Regions from separate parts of the Mus musculus genome. Here region 1 is linked to region 2. Evidence: chromatin contacts called from public Hi-C data. All regions are on one chromosome and are shown on one strand. Each heading gives the region's core, a stretch centred on a gene start, on an enhancer-like site or on the middle of the called end of the contact. The rest is flanking DNA. Distances are from core to core; before and after follow the strand shown. Region 1 holds the start of Sgk1 (serum/glucocorticoid regulated kinase 1). Region 2 has its middle 52 kb from the start of Gm5420.

Region 1 (2,700 bases), core at 182-2,681, 140 kb before region 2:
GATCAGTCTTCCAACAACCACTCATTTCTGAGTCCCCACTCATGTATAAATTTGCAGAGCCACAGACCTCCAGTGTGGCCATTGCAATGAACTGAGTTTATCTGTGAAACAGAGAAAGGTCTATTCATTTACAGCCCTATGACATTACTAACATTATGAATGAAAGGAATTTAAACAAATGTATACAGCAAATGTACATAGCAGCAGAACCCTCCCCGCACGCCCCCCCCCCCAATCATAGTTTGGGCTATAAAACAGGCTATCCCTTATTCTTTTGGTAAGGGCACGTGTGCTAGGCAAAATTGAGGCAACTTGAAATAGAGGGTTTGAGATGTTGGGAGTCCATCATTTCTGTCAAAGGTCACTCTGGTCCTTTCCTGTTTACCCCAAAGATAGAGATAGTGGCAGAATGGATTTGAGGAGCCAAAGCTGCTTCTAACAATTGAAGACGAAAATGCAGCAGCCCTTGAGACGGAGGGAAGGTGTGGCAAAGTTGAACCCTTCAAAGATAAGAGCGAGAGAGCTACTTAATTAGCCCAGACTAAATTGCTTCTTATTAACTGCACTCGGGCCAGCTGTCTTTGAAACTGCCTTGTAATCCTGGGCATGGCTTTGATTGAGAAATCTCAGTTCCCATCTTAAACCCATTTGAAGGCATCTCGGCCCAACCCCCTTCTTCCAATGCAACTCCTCTGAGCCCCCCCTTTCCATCAACATCTCCCCTACCCACCCCCCAACAAATATGAATCTCAGCAGGGCCAGCGCTCACCTTGACCACTGACACCAGAAGCTCTGCTTTCACGAAGGGCTCAGTAACAAAACCCGAGGCTTACCCTAGGCAAGCCTCCAAAAGCATTTGAGAGAAGCAGCGTAGAAAACAAAAGCAACAACCACAACCTGGGCTTACCCGTTTCTTAAAAAATTGGAACGCTGAGCATTTCTTGACCGGGAATCCATTCATGTCTTTGTTTACCATCTTCCACAGAAGGGACTTCACAGTTATAGATCCAGGGTGGCACCGGCTTGGTTTACTGCATCTGTATCCCGATCCGCCTTCCTGGAGACGGTGAATGAAGACCGAACGGGATGGAGAGGCTAACGGGGCTCAGTTTTTCACTCGCTCATCCTGCTGCGGCAGCGACTGCAGTAACTCGCCCCACTTTCAGAGGCCACTGGCAATGGCTTTTCTCTTTCCATCATTGCTTTGAAACGTAAGCATCACCACAACAGGACCCCGGGGCCGGATGGCGGGATACAGCAAATCTATCCAGAGATGCTCTGGCGGGCGCTCAGGCGAGAGCAGGGTACCGTCCCCGCCCCCAGCTACCGAGCTGCTCCCGGGCTGAGCGGGGAGCGAGCGACTCGCTCTGCTCCAGGTGATGCGCTGCTGGAGGCTGCTGGAGGAGAGCTGTTTTTGATTGTGTAGGTTCCAGTGGGAGCTGTAGTTAAGCAGCTGGGGGAAGGAGTAAGAAAGAGCTGAAGCCGGAGGGAGGGAAGGAGGAAGGGAGAGAGCCTCCTCAGAAAGGTAAATGGAAAGAGAAAGCAAGGCAGGAAGGAGCAAGGATGCATGCATGCATATGTGAGTAAGATCAGAGGATGGTCAGGAGACACAGAAAACACAGAACAACGGATTCCCTTGGGAGGGTTCTTTGAATTGGTTTTTCTTTGCAACAATGTGGTAACCAGAGTAAAATGCAGACCCAATAATGTAATTCTCAATGAAGTTCTTCAGATTCCGGTTCTGATACCAAGCCCCGGAGGCAGGGGGTGGGGGGCATCAAACGTGTTCCTGCCCTATGAAACCTTGAAAAATAAAATAATGTGCCTACACATGTGTAGCAGTGAATGGTCTCTTACTCTGTAGGGTCCTCGGATGCCCTTCCTTCCGCTGTGACATTAGAAGGAACAACTGGGGAGGTAAGCCCACCCTTTTCAACAGAGAAGCCGGCAGTAAGAGAAAATCAATGAACAGAAACAAAGTGTGCAAAACCAATAGGCAGAACCTTGCCCAGACCTTCACCAAAAATTCGTGCTGAATCCATTCAATGCTAAGGGAGTCACAGGAAGCAAGGACGAGTCTTTTTACATGCCCCAACTTATCCTGAACCTCTGCAAAGTGAATTCATTTAACAAAAACATTTAATTATGCGTAGCTCGTTTCCACTTGTGCTCTTTGATGCTGATATTTTATGAGTTTTGTTTTGTTTTTTAAATAGGATTTATAGCAAAAAGGTTTGGGGTCCCTGTTAGCATGTGGTTTTGATCAGCTACTTCACCTCCGGCTGTACTTTGGTCTATGAGATAGACATACACGATCACTCACTCACTCACTCATTCATTCACTCATTCATTAATTCAGCCACTCAATCACTTGTTTGACATCTCATTCTATTCAAATATAGCATTCAAATCCAAAACCAGTAAGCGTTCACTGGTAGGAAATACACTAGAACTATCCTTAAAAATAATTGTTGATTGAGTGCTTGCATGAAACCATGAGTTTAATCCTCAGGACCACAAAACAAGCAAACAAACAAAAGAAAAAACAAAACAGCGACAGACACTGTGGCAACATGGGATTAGAACCCCTGCAGTTGGGAGGTTAAAGGTAGGAGGATCAGAAATGCAAGCTTATCCTCAGAGTTTGAGGCCAGACTAGAATTCATGGGATCCTAGCCAGAAACAACACCCAAACAGAAC
Region 2 (2,852 bases), core at 228-2,727:
GTGTAACAGGCTGTGGAGAGGTGCCTTCTGATTGGATTGGACCAACAATAAAAATAAATAAATCAGGAAAGCAACTCTTCAATTTCCGATGACCTCCAGATGTCAGATTTTAATGCCAGTAAATAACAAGCAACTTGCAAAAGAAACTGTCTTGCAGTAAAGACAGTGACAGCAAAGCCCCTAGTTTCTTGGAAGCTTGTGAGTGCCAGGAGCACAGGACTTGGTTTTGAAATCCGAATCACATATTTGAGACAGCTAGTGTTCCCAACTTGAGCCTCTTGGCAGCTGTGCTAGCTGAGAGTGCACATAGCATTGGCGGATGGGAGCAAACAAGTTTGGGGCTAGCAGCACTCTTCACAGCGGCCAGTCAAGTGGCTGCTTCCAAAGGGTACATGACAGGGCAGTGCCAAGAGAGAGAAGGCACAGGCTGAGAGGGAAGAACCTGGGCCTTTCAGGGAGGTTGCTGTGTTGAGTGGCTTTTCGTTTTTGTTTTTTTAATATACAGGAGTATTTTCACTGAAGTCTTTCAGGGACAGAATGCCAGCAGTAAAGATCAGGTCAACTGGGATACAGGCAAAGGCTTGACAAGCATCTCTGCCTACACCCCATCTCCCCTTGACCTCTCTGCCTTGTATAGCCACTGTCTTTTGAAAGAGACTATATTCACCTGGAAGGGCAACAATGATAGAAACACACAACCCAAGGAGAAACCCAGCTCACAGGACAACTGGGAACACCTCTGCTTTTGTTCTGTCTTTCAAGTTCAAGAAATTCCTAACAGGAAACTATGTTTTGGTTGGGGTTGCCATTCAGGCTTCGTCCAATAAGATCACAGCTTTCATTGGCCACTTAGGTATGAGTTCACAATCTGACAGTGCTTTGTGGCACACACTATTTCAAATAAATGCTTTTGTTCATACGTGTGTGAAGGGGTCAAGAATCAAAGAGTGAGAACAATTTGTGTGCTTTCCCATAGTATAGCTGACCTACCTTCCATGTGTGGACATTTTAAAAAGGCATGGTAGCCTAGTCTGAAATGTTAAGCATGTATTAGACTGGACACATTCTTTATAGTCATCTTTCCAGATCACATAAAGGAATACGCCTCTCGTAAAATTATTTCCCAAGCAACCATATCTGCTTTTAGGAGCTACAAAAGCCTTGCTTGGCTGTCCATGTTCACCATCCAACCTTGTGCTTGGGATGTCTGCGCTCCGCCAGCCAGTTCAAATCAGGAGCAAGATGCACTGGAACCGGGCTCTGTTCTGCCAAGCAGATAATCCCCTAATGTCCAGTCAGCAATTCCATCCTCACATCCACAGTCAGACTGACCTTCCGAGGCAGGAGGTGCTTGAAGTCTGTGCAAAACATAACCACCTCAGAGATTCAGGAGGTCCTGCCTCCGGTATCATCCCTGTCTCCATCACTGACTGTAGTCCCCAGCTTGCTTTTGCAGTGTCAGGCCCGCGTATCTGTGACGCTTCAAAGTGATGTTTCCTTCTTAAAACATTCAGAGTTAGGACAAAATTTGCATAATTCTATTAGAAGGCTTACACCTCAGCTTTGGGCAAAAATATTTGAGAAAATGCGATTTGCCGGGGACGAGCGGTCTTATCTTTTGGTCCAGAAGGTACTTCCCAGAACTAAGCTTGTTAACGTTAGGGCGGCTGGCTAAGTACCAGGGACTGAACACTGCTAGGTGCGAAGGGTTGATTTTATCCTCACTCCGTCTGCCGTGGGTTGAAGCCGAAGATCAGGAAGGATTTTCTGTTTCACCGTGTTGCAGATATGAAAACTGGAGTCGGGTACAGGGGTGGCTGCACAGCTGTGTCTCTGTAGGTTTTTACACAATGTATCGGTTCCTCTCAACCTAGGGCAGTTTATTTTGGTGTCATTACAGAACCCGAGGAGATTGTCCCTAGATGAAATGAATCTGAGGGCTTGTCATCATGTCTATTTTGATCAGATGCCCTGCCTATCTTTCACAGGCCGAAGGCCAGTCTGGCATATGTTTCTTAGATTCAGCTTCTGGGGGGGGGGTACTTAACGAACCAGACACCTTCGGCTGGGTAAATGTTACCAGACCGACTGTAATTAAAATGTCCTCCGTGGGTCACATGAGGCTCTGCTAATCGGTCGGCTGCTCCAGGAGCCAAGAACTTCATGTTCAGATGTTGGAATGCTGGGGGCAAGTGTGAGCCTCTCTGCCTCCCCAAAGAGCACACAGCCTCCAGTCCAGAGCCATCCTGAACCCCAGACTGGCACATGTCCCACCCAGAACCACCCTGACACATGACTTCATTTTTATTCCCTAGTGACCTGAAAGGCCTGAATAAATAAATAAAGGGACAATTTAATTTTTGAAATAACATAGATCTTCTAAGTATTGTAATAGCAGAAAGAGCTTTTCTTCCTACATGATTCAATGAGTATGAAAGTCTGCATGGACTTATTGCATGGTATATGTTTATGCTATTACATGGCATATGTTTATGTTAGTGCATGGTATATGTTTATGTTATTGCATGATATATGCTTATGGTATTACATGGTATATATTTATGGTATTACATGTAATATGTTTATATGTCTATTACTATAGAACTTTTCAGTGGGACTGTTGTCATGGTACCCAGTGGCATTTCCCACAAACAGTCTTTCCTGCCTATTTGTGTACAAAGTTCTTGTTTTTCAAAATATAATATTTATGTGGGCCCTACCTGTATTTCATATCTAACTTAAAGCCTTTTCCAGGTGGCTCTGTGATTTCTCTATCACTAGTGGGCTTACATTGCAGTCCCTTTATGTCTGACAAGTGACCTTTAAGATGCTTTCATCTGTCTTGACAGCAG

What was found. A called contact is a pair of places that touch in the nucleus more often than the background predicts.
Region 1: a Hi-C map of the N1E-115 cell line shows a contact between it and region 2, with 3 times the contacts expected there. The contact joins the promoter of Sgk1 here to the enhancer-like site in region 2. A contact is called at or near these places in 11 of 39 promoter capture datasets (the 3T3-L1 cell line, 3T3-L1-derived adipocytes, the C10 cell line and 5 more), 6 of 484 Hi-C or Micro-C datasets (the N1E-115 cell line, cerebellar granule neurons, cerebral cortex and 3 more), 2 of 115 datasets of contacts at active chromatin or transcription factors (embryonic midbrain and forebrain) and 3 of 9 other capture datasets (adipose tissue, embryonic stem cells and liver).

Annotation. Positions count from the first base shown.
Region 1 is chr10:21,880,915-21,883,614 of GRCm38.p6, reverse strand. Sgk1 (serum/glucocorticoid regulated kinase 1) reads right to left here and starts at 1,431. Exons shown (of 14, transcript NM_001161845.2): 1 at 908-1,431. The coding sequence starts at 976. It overlaps Gm46215 (a long non-coding RNA gene), which reads left to right and starts at 1,337. Exons shown (of 3, transcript XR_001779732.1): 1 at 1,337-1,422; 2 at 1,865-1,917.
Region 2 is chr10:21,740,991-21,743,842 of GRCm38.p6, reverse strand. No RefSeq gene overlaps it. Among named protein-coding and RNA genes, the nearest start is that of Gm5420, 52 kb to the right of the region's middle. Within about 2 kb of position 1,477, at least 10 of the 459 cell types and tissues checked have an H3K27ac peak or open chromatin away from gene starts, as enhancers often do. A contact at or near this core is called in the N1E-115 cell line and adipose tissue, where this site is marked.